Linked DNA regions of Mus musculus: region 1 is linked to region 2. The links are chromatin contacts, called in public HiCAR-type maps. All regions are on one chromosome and are shown on one strand. Each heading gives the region's core, a stretch centred on a gene start, on an enhancer-like site or on the middle of the called end of the contact. The rest is flanking DNA. Distances are from core to core; before and after follow the strand shown. Region 1 holds the start of Golph3 (golgi phosphoprotein 3). Region 2 holds the start of Rxfp3 (relaxin family peptide receptor 3).

What was found. HiCAR-type assays count read pairs that join an accessible place to other places.
Region 1: a HiCAR-type map of astrocytes shows a contact between it and region 2, with 3 times the contacts expected there. The contact joins the promoter of Golph3 here to the promoter of Rxfp3 in region 2. A contact is called at or near these places in 1 of 39 promoter capture datasets (hippocampal neurons) and 1 of 115 datasets of contacts at active chromatin or transcription factors (astrocytes).

Annotation. Positions count from the first base shown.
Region 1 is chr15:12,319,066-12,325,011 of GRCm38.p6, forward strand. Golph3 (golgi phosphoprotein 3) reads left to right here and starts at 2,431. Exons shown (of 4, transcript NM_025673.2): 1 at 2,431-2,891. The coding sequence starts at 2,667. Gm52210 (a long non-coding RNA gene) reads right to left here and starts at 1,513. Exons shown (of 2, transcript XR_003951630.1): 1 at 836-1,513; 2 at 1-668.
Region 2 is chr15:11,034,921-11,040,452 of GRCm38.p6, forward strand. It overlaps Rxfp3 (relaxin family peptide receptor 3), which reads right to left and starts at 3,048. Exons shown (of 1, transcript NM_178717.3): 1 at 1-3,048. The coding sequence starts at 2,364. The coding sequence ends at 946.

The DNA.
Region 1 (5,946 bases), core at 1,181-3,680, 1.3 Mb after region 2:
CTGCAGCCAGCGAGGGGTGGGACCAGCTACCCCTAGGAATATTTGTTTCTTAAATCTTCCTCTCCTTGCTCCTCCTTTTCCTTCCTGCTTTTCTTTTTCCTTTCCTCTCCTTTTCCTTTCTTTTCTCTTACTGGGTATGTTAGGAAATCTAATTGGTGAGGAGGGTGCCTTTGGCAGACCCATGTAAAAGGGTGCCCCTGAGAAATTCCACCACACAGACCTGGTGTGAAAGATATTCAGGGAAGAGAGTGGAGTGAGAGCCTGGGAAAGCAGAAGAGGCAGGCAAGTGGGTATGTAGACATGCAGACAGATGGCACGAGGGCAGAGAAAAGGGTGGGGGGCGGGGGAGAGAAAGAGAGGTGTATTATCTACATGGAAAAATTAATGGAGAAATAACAGGAAAACAGGAAAATAAAAAGAAGCAAAATTATTATAAAATTTGAATTGGAAAAATCACGTACCGGCAAGTGAATAGATAGAACCAGATATGGATGGGGGTGGAGTGGGGGGTGGGGGTGGGAATCAAGATGTCTACCGCTGGAAGTTTAAGCCACATTCAAGGTGAAGGTGATGAGGATTCACATTTAAAACAACTGCAGCTGGGTGCTGCTGGTGCTCGCCTTTAGTCCCAGCTTGTGGCAGAGGCAGGATAAACCCTGTTTCCAAAACTAAAAAACAAACAAACAAAAAGCCCTCAAAACCAAAGCAAATAACAAATTGTGATCATTCCTTAGGTACTGCTCCTATCTCATCTATCTATCTATCTATCTATCTATCTATCTATCTATCTATCTATCTATCTATCTAGTGTGTGTTTTATGTCTGCTGTTCTTACCTGTTCATGAACTTGTAGAGGCCAGACGTTGACCTCAGGCATCCTCTTTAACTGTTTCACAGGCTTCCAGGATCTGTCTTTCTTAGCTTCCTAAGGCTGCTATTACAGGAATGTACTTGGTGCTCATGAGTGCTGGGATTTGAACTTTGGTCCTCACGCTAGCTCAGCAAGCTGTTGACCCACTGAGCCATTCGCTGGGCCCTCACACTGTTTCTGAGGCAAGGCTTCTTATTGGGACCTAGGCACTTACCCATTTGCTTGCCCATGTGGCGAGGCTCACTGGCAAGGAAGCCTCCAGGAATCTGCCTCTGCCTCCCAGATGCCAGTTTCTAATTTGTCCTCAAGTACTGTGCCCACTGACTACCTCCCCAACGAAGCTTCACATCTTACCCCATTTAAAAAAAAAAAAAAATCTCCGCAGGGACAGGAGCAACTAGCCGAACAGGCAGAGCCTGTACGCACAGCTTTGTGCTTTTTGGATTTAACCTTCTGAGTTAAATAACCATTTAATTTACAAAGGACATTTAAAGTCAGTTGGCAAAGAATGACCAGAAAGGTGAAGGAACAAAAAGGTGACGTGAATGGGAGAAACTGGCTGAGGACACATTTTTTTTTTTTTTTTTTTTTCAGGAAAAAGGGAAGGTAGCTTGGGGCTGTGGGTGGGAGGACCTACTGGGACTTACTGTCCCCGTAGGAGTTGAGACAACGTATTTGGGCGCGGGGAATATTCTGTCTAAACCTGGCTTACTCACTGCGTATGGTTACTGTTTATTTTAAATAATACTGGACAGACCTACGATACCGTTTTTGGATAATGTTTTCTCATAAGACCCGCCCTTCTACTTCTCCAAACCCTTCTCAGGTTTGGCAGTTTTTCCTTTAACTTGATTTGCACAAACTGCCAAAGGGATTGAACCTAGTAATTACATCGAAAATAGATTTAGGGCTACAAAGACGTGGCATGAAACTCAAGAGGTTTACTGTCGCTATAAAAGAATCCTAAGGTCGGCTGTCCTAACAGTACAGTGCGCCCTGACCACTTTACAGCCGCAGTCGGAGGTAGGAAAGTTTTACAAACACAATTCGTCAATTTGTTTAACCTCTCTACGCCAGAGCACAGTACATGAACAGCTTTAAACGCCCGAGTGTAGATGACTCCTTTTGAAACTCGGGAGTTTCACAGGCGAAGAGCCAAGTCCTCCCCGTAGGTAGTGAGGACCCGGGCTATAGTGGCTGATCCCCAGGGATGCTGAGGTCTCAGTGGGGTCCGCCCTAGCCTGGCCTCGGCTTCTGGGATCCAGGAGAGATCTCACTGGTCGCTGGCGCCAGGCCGGACCTTTAGAGTGAACTGAGAGGCGGATGAAAGCCGGGCAGGTCACCGATCGCAAACCTTTCGTCTCCAGACTCAGGGCCACTAGCGAGTCCAGAAGCTCAAGTGTCCGCCGAAGTGGGAGGCGGCTAGCCACGCCCCCCGCTCGCGCCGCTTCCGGCACCCCGGCCCCGCCCCGCGCCGGCGCTGCCACATCCTCCGGTGACGTCAGCGCGCGCCGCCATATTGGGAAGCGCCACCGCCGCCGCCGCCTCCGCTCGGGCTCCTGGGCTGTGTGGGGGGCCACAGCCGCGGGCTGAAGGCTCCCTTGTGTACCCCATCGACGCCCGGCCCGCCGGCTTCGCCCAGCTCCGGCTCCTCATGACCGCCTTCGGCCCCGCAGCCCACGGACATCGCCCCAGCTCCAAGAATTAACACGGAAGCTCCCGGGGCCGGGGCCGTGAGGGAGAGCCGGCCGGTCCCGCGTCCCTGTCGGTCCGGCGCGGCTCTTGTGCGGGAGCCATGACCTCGCTGACCCAGCGGAGCTCGGGCCTGGTGCAGCGGCGCACCGAGGCCTCCCGGAACGCTGCCGACAAGGAGCGGGCGGCGGGAGGCGGCGGCGGCAGCGGCGAGGACGAGGCGCAGAGCCGCCGCGACGAGCAGGACGACGACGACAAGGGCGACTCCAAGGAAACGCGGCTGACCCTGATGGAGGAGGTGCTCCTGCTGGGCCTCAAGGACCGAGAGGTGCGGGCGCCGCGGCCCCGGCCGGGGTGGCAGCCGGGGTGGCAGCGGGACCCGGGTGGCTCCAGGTGGGGCCCGGGTGGGCGCTGGCCGAGGCCTCACCTGTCCCTGCTTCCGGAGCCCCGCGCCCCTGAGCGCCCTCTCGTCCCAAGGAGTGTGGGAGTCAGCCCTCTCCGGCTGCGCTCCGAGTGCTCCCGATCCTCCCGGTACCAAGTGCTCGCTTGGGTTTTCCCGTCCTCTGCTCACAAGCACTCTTAGTTCCGAAGTCTTGGCGATCTTTGCGTTTCTTCTTCTTCGCCGTCTGCCGCAAATAATGGCAACTCCAACCCAAGACTGTTGAGATCTAAAGACTCGGGGCTACCGCGGCTCCCAAGTATTGAGTTTTTGCAGGTTTTAAGACCCGGGAGAGGTTCGCGGATCTACTTGCTGTCGGCCCTCTTTCTTATGTAAAACTTGAGTTGCGGCGCGCGGTTAAGAAATTAGCAAAGTTGTTTTTACTGGGTATTGTTTTAAAAAGTCAATACTAAGTTGATATAAAACCTAGGAAGTTACTTTTTGGATGAACTTGGTTTGAGCGAGCGATGAGTTAGTTTTGCGGTTAGATCTGCTGTCGTCCTTTCCGTTTTGCCATTTTAAGGGAGGGCTTGTGAAGAGCTGGGAGGAATACCAAGTTTGCGCTTTGATGAAAGACTGCAAAGATTTAGGTAGGCTTAAGTTGTGTTCTGACGTTTGGAAAGGTCACCCCAGATATTTAGGAATTTCACACATATAAGTTGAAAAAGTGCAAGTGTCCGTCTTTTAAATGTCTGGATTCTGTAGTTAATGTTTGATTGATTTTATTAATACCCATCCATCTCTAAAGATGATTATTTTTAAGGGCAGACTTGCAGGATTGGATGTTTCATAAATCATGTATGATGAGGTGGCCCGGAAGTTTGTTTCGTTTCAGTGTGGAAACTCTAGACAACACATTTTGAGAGTCAGACAGAAAGGTATTGGATCTTGTTTTTAAATACGTTTTCAGAATTCAGGAAGGAGGACAAGAAACAAACCAGAACAAAACTCAGTTCATCCTATAAAACAGTTTTTTAGTTCCTCAGACTTAGCAGCGGTAGAGAGCTGAGTTTTTCCAGGGACTGTTTGTGGTTCCCGGATATTAGATACTACCCAGGGAAGTGCTTCTTGATGCCTTAATACCATTCAGCTTGAAGACACTTAATGGCCCTCAGGCTGTGAAAGGGGCACAGTACCTGTTTAATTACAGTTATTATGAGGAATGCGGTGGTGTGTGTTTCATTTTTAGTTGTGGAGTGAAAAGCTAGATGTTAGTGTGTGGCAATGCGATTTTAGAGAGCATTCACTTAGGAAGTAATTAGATTTTGAAAGCAGGCTTCTTGTAATACACATTTATCTTTCCTTCCCTCCTTCCCTACTTTGGAACAAAACAGATTATGAGACATTTCTAGGAAGTACAAGAAAAACAAAATGAAGGTTACATTCCTGGGTCAGCATTTTGGTTCTGTATGCTAGAACTCGGTAAAGCTACAACGGAACAAAAAAAATTATTTTTGGTATTGTCACATTGAGAAACAATGGTGGAAAAATACCTTTTACTTTAGAAGCCTTACTCTGAATTTTTAATATAAAGCTGTTACCAGTTATTTTTCTGTGATTGGTTCCCGTGAAGATAATCTGAAGAATTTTTTGAATTTAATGCTACTACAACATTCAACTAGTTTTGTTTTGTTTTGTTTTTTAAACAATGGAAGTTCTTTGATGGCAGGTAACTGAGACCATCTGTTGTGGTTGTTTTGTATAAGTATACTTCATAAGTCATGGCCAAGGTTCAGCCAGGCACTAATTTGTAGCATGTGGGGGTGGGCACTTGTTTTTAAAAAAATGTAGGTACATATTTTTTCTTTCATCAAGTGTGTACACAGTAGTGACTAGTCCTATAAACCTATCACCCAGTCTATTTGGGGGATGGTCCCCTTGTCTTTTTTTTTTTTTTTTTTTTTTAAAAGACAAAGTCTTGGTTTCCTGGCTCTGTTTCCGTAGCCACTTAAGCTTTGTTCAATTTGTTATTAACTTAGGTTCTAGGGATTGGGAATATACAGCTCGGTTGATAGAGTGCTTTGGATGAAGTTCTGAATTTGATTCCTTCCTCTGCACAGACTGGGCTTGGAAGCCCATCATGCCTATACTTCCACTTGGGAGGCAAGCCTATCAGAAGTTCAGGGTCACCTTCACCTACATAGAAAGTCAGAGGCCAGCCTGGGCTACATGAGAAGCCATTGGCTTCAGATTATTTACATGGAGTTTTGTTTAAAGTCTTTGTTAGGTCTCAAACTCAGGAAGTATAGCTGCTAGCCAAGGTGCCTATCAGAGCAGACACTGGCTACCTGTCTCAGCATCGCCTATACCTGTTAAGAGTCCTGACTCTTCTTAGCACTTTCATCCAGCCCTCCTACCCTCAACCTCTGCAGCCCCTGAGCTTCACTCCCTTCCCTCAGCTGCTCTGCTCTCTATAACCCTGCCTTTTGGCTATGTGGTCTCTTGGCCTCTTGCTCTCTTTGTCTCCTGGCTTACTCCAGCCTCTTGGCTCTTGTTTCTTCTCTCCAGCCTCCTATCCCCCTCACATGCCAGGTTCAGAGTGGACCTTTCCAGATGCCTGTTTATCCCCTCTACACTAAACCTTCCTACTTCAAACCTAGGAACAGTCATGTCCTCATTCAGTCCTGACTATAGTTTTGTTTTATTTTATTTATTTTTTTAGGTTCGAGGTAGCTTTTCAGGTTTTTTCTTTTCTTAAAACATCCAAGGGCTGGAGAGATGGCTCAGGAGTTCAGAGCACTGACTGCTCTTCCAGAGGGTTCAATTCCTAGCAACCACATGGTGGCTCACAACCGTCTGTAATGGGATCCGATGTCCTCTTCTGGTGTATCTGGAGTGTATTTATTTGTATACATAAGTAAATCGTAACAAACAAACAAACAAACAAAACACACACACACACACACACACACACACACACACACAACAACAGCAACCGAAAAAC
Region 2 (5,532 bases), core at 1,798-4,297:
CGATGCCCTTGAGAACAGAAATCTTCCCCTTAGGAGAGATTTGACTTAAATCCTCCTTCCCACTTTGAAAGAGCAATCTTCGGCTTCTAGAGAACAACTAGACAGCATCTCCTGCGCTTCTAACATCATTGAACCATCTCTCTATCTGCCAATCCAGTTTATCATCCCAGTCAGCTCGGTTCCCAAAGAGTAAGGAGGGGGGGCTCCTAATGTTCCCACACCCCCAGCAGAGCTTTTCCGGATGCTTGCTGGTTCACCTCCAACAATAGACCAGAGCGCCAGGTCTCCAGACTGCCCTCAAGACATTCCGGATAACTAGGCTTCCGGAGACACTTATGCAGTCCCCCTGTTCCTTCAGGGTCTCTCTGTTTCGTACCCTCTAATCACAGTGCTCTCTTTGGCACCTCATGCCACTGCCTAAAGACTCCCGGTGACATCTCTGCTCAGATGCGTGGTATGGCGAGGAGGAGATCAGTCTCAGCTCGTGCACATTAGCCCTGTCGAGGGTGATAAAGGATACCGGGGTTTAACTTCTCATTCTTTCCCAGATGGTTACAGCAAGTTAGATGCTTGCTTGGGACACTCCCAGGTCAAAGAGCTTAGGAAAGGCTATATGAGCACCAACTCCTACACAACTCAATCCCTCTGCTTCTCTGATCCTTCCCCAGCTTCTGGGTGTCCCAGTGTTCAGCGCGCACGTGCAGAAATGGGGCTTGGGATAGAAGGCATGGAGTGGGAACTAGGAGGCAAGGCTGCTTGCTCTATCTGGTCCCAGGTATTCCTTCCTTAATGTGATTTCTGCAGGGACAGTCCTCCTCTGGCGCCGTCACAGTGCTCTTCCCCACATCCCTTTCCCAGGAATTTCTCCATTCTCACCCCTTCAGCCTCCAAACTGTTCTCCCTTCCCTCTCCTTTTCCTTGAAAGACCTTGAGCCTTGGCAGGTCTCAGTAGGCAGAGCTACTAGGGAGCAGGTCGTAGCGACCCCCGCTGTAGACCACCACACCGGGTGGATAGTAGATCAGGTCAGGTTCGGCAGCAGCATTAAGCGGCGCCAGGGCCTGCAGCCCGTGATCTTCAGGTTCTGGCTTGGTGGTGGCGGTGAAAGGGCGCATGTTGGTGAGCGAAGGCGAGGCTATCCGCCACAGCAGGTTCTTGAGCGCCTTGCGGAACTCGCGGCGCACTAAGCAGTAGAGGATCGGGTTGAGGCAGCTGTTGGAGTGCGCCAGGCACACGCTGACTGGGAACGCGTACACTTGGCACTGAAAGTACTCCTGGCTGAAGGGCACGGCGTTGAACTTGATGAGGATGCTCCAGGTGGTAAGCGCCTGGTTGGGCAGCCAACACAGGAAGAAGGAGAGGACGACGATGGTCACCGACTTGGTGACCTTGGAGCGTCTCCTAGCGCTGGCTGTACTCAGGCCTCCCCCAGGCGCTGCTGCTGCTCCTACTGCATCTGTTGTCCCAACTACGCGACGGTCGGAGATGAAGCGCACAAGCAACAGGTAACACAGACTGATGATGCTCAGCGGCAGCAGGAAGCCCAGCAGCACCTTCTGCAGGTGGTACAAACCCAGCCAGAACTGCCTGTCCCAGCCCAGTAGCTTGTCTGGAAAGTGCATGAGGCAGAGCTCCTCACCCAACACCCTGATGGTGGTGGAAAAAATGGCATTGGGCAGCGAGGCCAGCGCAGCCGAAGCCCAGATCAACCCACACAGCACCTTGGCTGAAAAACAGCAGCTCTCCCTCAAGCTCTGGCCGCAGCAGTCGCCACGGCCACGCCCTCGGGTCCGATGGCTCTTGAGAGCCGAGGCCACCGAGTGGTAGCGCGCCACGCTCATAGCAGTGAGGAAGAAGACGCTGGCGTACATGTTCATGGATGTCACCATGGACACGATCTTACACATGGCCTTGCCGAAGGGCCACTTGAAGTCTAGTGCGTTCTCCACAGCCCAAAAGGGCAGAGTGAGCACGAACTGAAAGTCAGTCAGTGCCAGGTTAGTGACAAAGAGGTTGATGGAGGATTTGCGCCAGCCTTGCTTGCTCTTCATCAGGTAGAGAACCAGCAGGTTGCCGGCCAGTCCCAGGGCACAAACCACCCAGTAAACCGCGCTGATGAGGATCCGTACCCTGGCCTCAGTGTCTGTGCTCTCTGCCCCGCCGCCACCCGGAGGATGCCCAGGCGCCGCACCGTCTGGCAACTCTAGCCCCAGCTCCCACCACAGATCCTGAAGCTGCAGCGACGCATTGCCGCTGGCGTTGGCCACTTCCAGCAAGTCTGGGGTCAGAGCGAAGAATTCTGAGAGCTCATCACCCGCAGCTGCTTTCCTCACGGTGGCCGCGGGGGTTGCAGAAGCCACCTGCATGCTCAGGTGCGCCTTAGTCACGTTCTGCAAGCCGACTACCGAGAGTCAGCGCTTGCTCCGGGTGTGGTACCCAGGCGGGCGCGCAAAGCAGGTGCCTGAGCTTTCTATGTAGACGCTCAAAAGGGCTCCTGGAAACTGGATGCTGAGCCGCGTTGGCGCCCAGAACCGCCTTGGGCGCAGGGGTTGGCTGCACTCAGCATCAGTTCTTGGTGGGTTTAGAAGAGAGGATAGTTCTAGGCAAGTGGCTGGGGATCAAGGTTCCTCCTGGTGAGAACTGAGTCTCCAGCTACCTACTCTAAGACTGAGTCATACCCCTCTGCTTTCCTGCTGTCACTTAGATGCAGTCCCCTACTCAGGAGCACGGCTCTCCCAGTACCTTTGTTGGCTTCTGAGGTTGCCCGGAGGAGTTTCTCTCCTTCTAGAGGAAAACAGATCGTGGACATCTGTGTCTCGCTCTGACTGCCTGAAGGCTGATTCACGCCATCACTTCCTGGAGCTCCGTTGGTGTTTTCTGTGTGTCCGATATTGTCAACCCCCAGTGAGTTGCCAGCGTTTGATGAGTTACATTGGCACCCACCTCTGCTGAGAGCCCCGAAGAGCTTGCATAATCTCCGTGCGAGAAGATGGGGGTGCTTTCCGAAGTGCTGAACCCCGCGCGCCACGCAGGGAGAGGCAGAGTCTACTGGCAACTAACTCCCCTTTGTTCCAAGTTGCAGAAGGAGTGGTCTTAGTCTTTTATTTTCTCGGTGTCTGGAGTGAGTCTGAGTCTGCTTTCTTCCTTTCTTATTTTTATTAGGACGAGGTTTTTTTTTCTCCTTTCTCCCCACCTTAACACAATAGTTTGTTTCTCCCACTTACACAATAGTAACACCCTTTGTTCTTTAAATCAAATAACCAATCTTTTCCTAGTACTCAAACTGAAGCCCCATCTCCCCTCTAATTAGCTGAACACTTACCTGGTGTCAGATTGGCAGAATTCTAAGGGTTGATGTTTGCCTGGAATTGAGTATATTTTAAGAACTGAAGCTACAGGGGGCCGTGGGGAGGGGGAGACGTGTTACGTCTCAACTTTGCAGTTTATTTAGATGCCAGGTTAGTTGCTCTTAGAAGGACTTAAGGAAGCTGAAGTGTTTTCTTGACAGAAGAACTAACCTGAAAAACAAGTATGCTAAGCATGCAGTAATTGCCCTCACTTCTGGGATAATACTTGACTTTACTAACAGTAATTGGGGATATACGGACAGATGGAGCGAAAGAGATAAAGACTTGTAATCAGTCAAAGGAACAATAAAAGAGAAAAGAGGTCCTCGGCAACCTTAAACAGTCTTAATTCCAAAGTGGACTTTAAAAGGGCACTTCGCTGCAGACGCTGCATTTCTCGATTTTACCAATAGAGGTCGCAAGAGCTTCAGTAAAAAAAAAAATCAACTGGCCTTCGATCAGTTTTAATATGTTGAAGTTCTCTGCCCTGGTAATTCTGTGCTTCTGTGGACCCCTCCTTGCATCCTGGCTTTATAGCCTCGCCTTCAAGCGCACGTTCTCACTTTAAAAAAGCGTTTTCTTCCTCTGCCAATTTCTTTCTTTTTTATTGTATTTCAAGGGCTACTGAAAACCAAGGAAACCTGTGGTGATACGGAAAGTCCTATGCAGTAAAGGTCTTAGTCTGCTCACTCATCTAACAAATACTTACTTAGCCTCGCTTTGTTAGGTGTTATTCCATGACTAGAAGACTTTATGGTAAGTACAATCTGTAGAGTTCACACTCAGATGGGTGATACAAATAGTTAAGAGTTGTGTGATTGTAATATAAGTAGAAAAACAAAGCAAAATGAATCATAAACCATGTCTAATGAAGTTTGAACTTCCTGAGACTGTCAGGAGGCAGACACTGAGACAGACACTGAGCATAGGGGCTGCTGATATTATTAAGAAGAGAGTCCTATTGACTTCTGGCCACTAAAGAAATGAAGCCAAGGGGATTAGATAGAGCTCAGAAATACTGACGAGTGCTCTGCTCTTTGGAGGTCTGTGGTATAGGCTGAGAGATTCACTTAGCTAACTGCCAAAGCAAAAGAATGAAGTCATGAGTTTGGCCCTCTGGGGTCTTTGGTGTGTGTCTCTCATCTGAGAAGTCATTTTAGTCTAAAGTATAATTTCCAGGTTTTGGAAACATTGACATTCTGACTCAGGTGACCATCACTCTTGACCTGTCTCCACTAGATATTAGTAACGGTTTTCTCTCCTGCCGTGTATTCCAAAATGTCTCTGTAAATGGCAAGGTGTTGCCTGTAGCAAACACTCCCCTTTCTTGTATTTTTAAGAATCTATGATCTAAAGGCAGTGTCAGGGGAGCGGTGCACTGGAGGATGTGGGAAATCCTTTGTGGTCTCATTCCCATTTCTAGGAAAATAATCCAAAAGGCATTGCCTTTAGGCAGGAGTTAAAAGTATGTGTACAGAAGTGGCATAGTATACTGTCTTAGGCTAGGTGCACGCCCCTCTCATCATTGATGCAGTGCATCTTCCCAACTACAGAGCCTTGACCCTCCTCGATGCTCCTCAGTTAAACTACAGTGGAGCTGATGATACTGCTAAGAGCATTATGTCTGATTGTTGCTCAAAGGGGGAGATTTTCCTAGGGAGTCAGAAGCTAAGACTCCTGGCCTCCATCTGTAGTGAGGTAAGTTGATCTCCTGGTTCTGAATTCTGCCTCCATCATGTGCTGAGGGATGTTTCAGGTCACCCAGGGGCTGTAACCGTAGCTATGGGATACCCTGCTGCTAGTGTTACACAGGCATCTTAGAGTGAGGAGGGTCCCAAAGGCCAGTAAGTGTTTGTATCTTTACAGCCTGATTCTTACACACCTCCCAGTGATGCTCCAGATGACACTCCTCAAACGGGCACTCCAAGTCTTAGAGGTTGTGCAGAGGTCTAAGGCTCTCAGGCTTAGGAATGAGTAAGCTTGGGGCTGACCCTGAGCCGTCAGATAACAAGTCCATTCCACAGTCACGTGATCTGTCTAGCCTCACGAGCCCTGTGTAAGGAAGTAACTGGCACTCCAGAATAGCCTGAGATAGTTGCTGGCCATGCAACATCAAAATTACTGGGGTGGGGGGGAGCTTGTTCGAATTCATTTTCCAGACTTTTTTCACATCCCACACCATCTTCA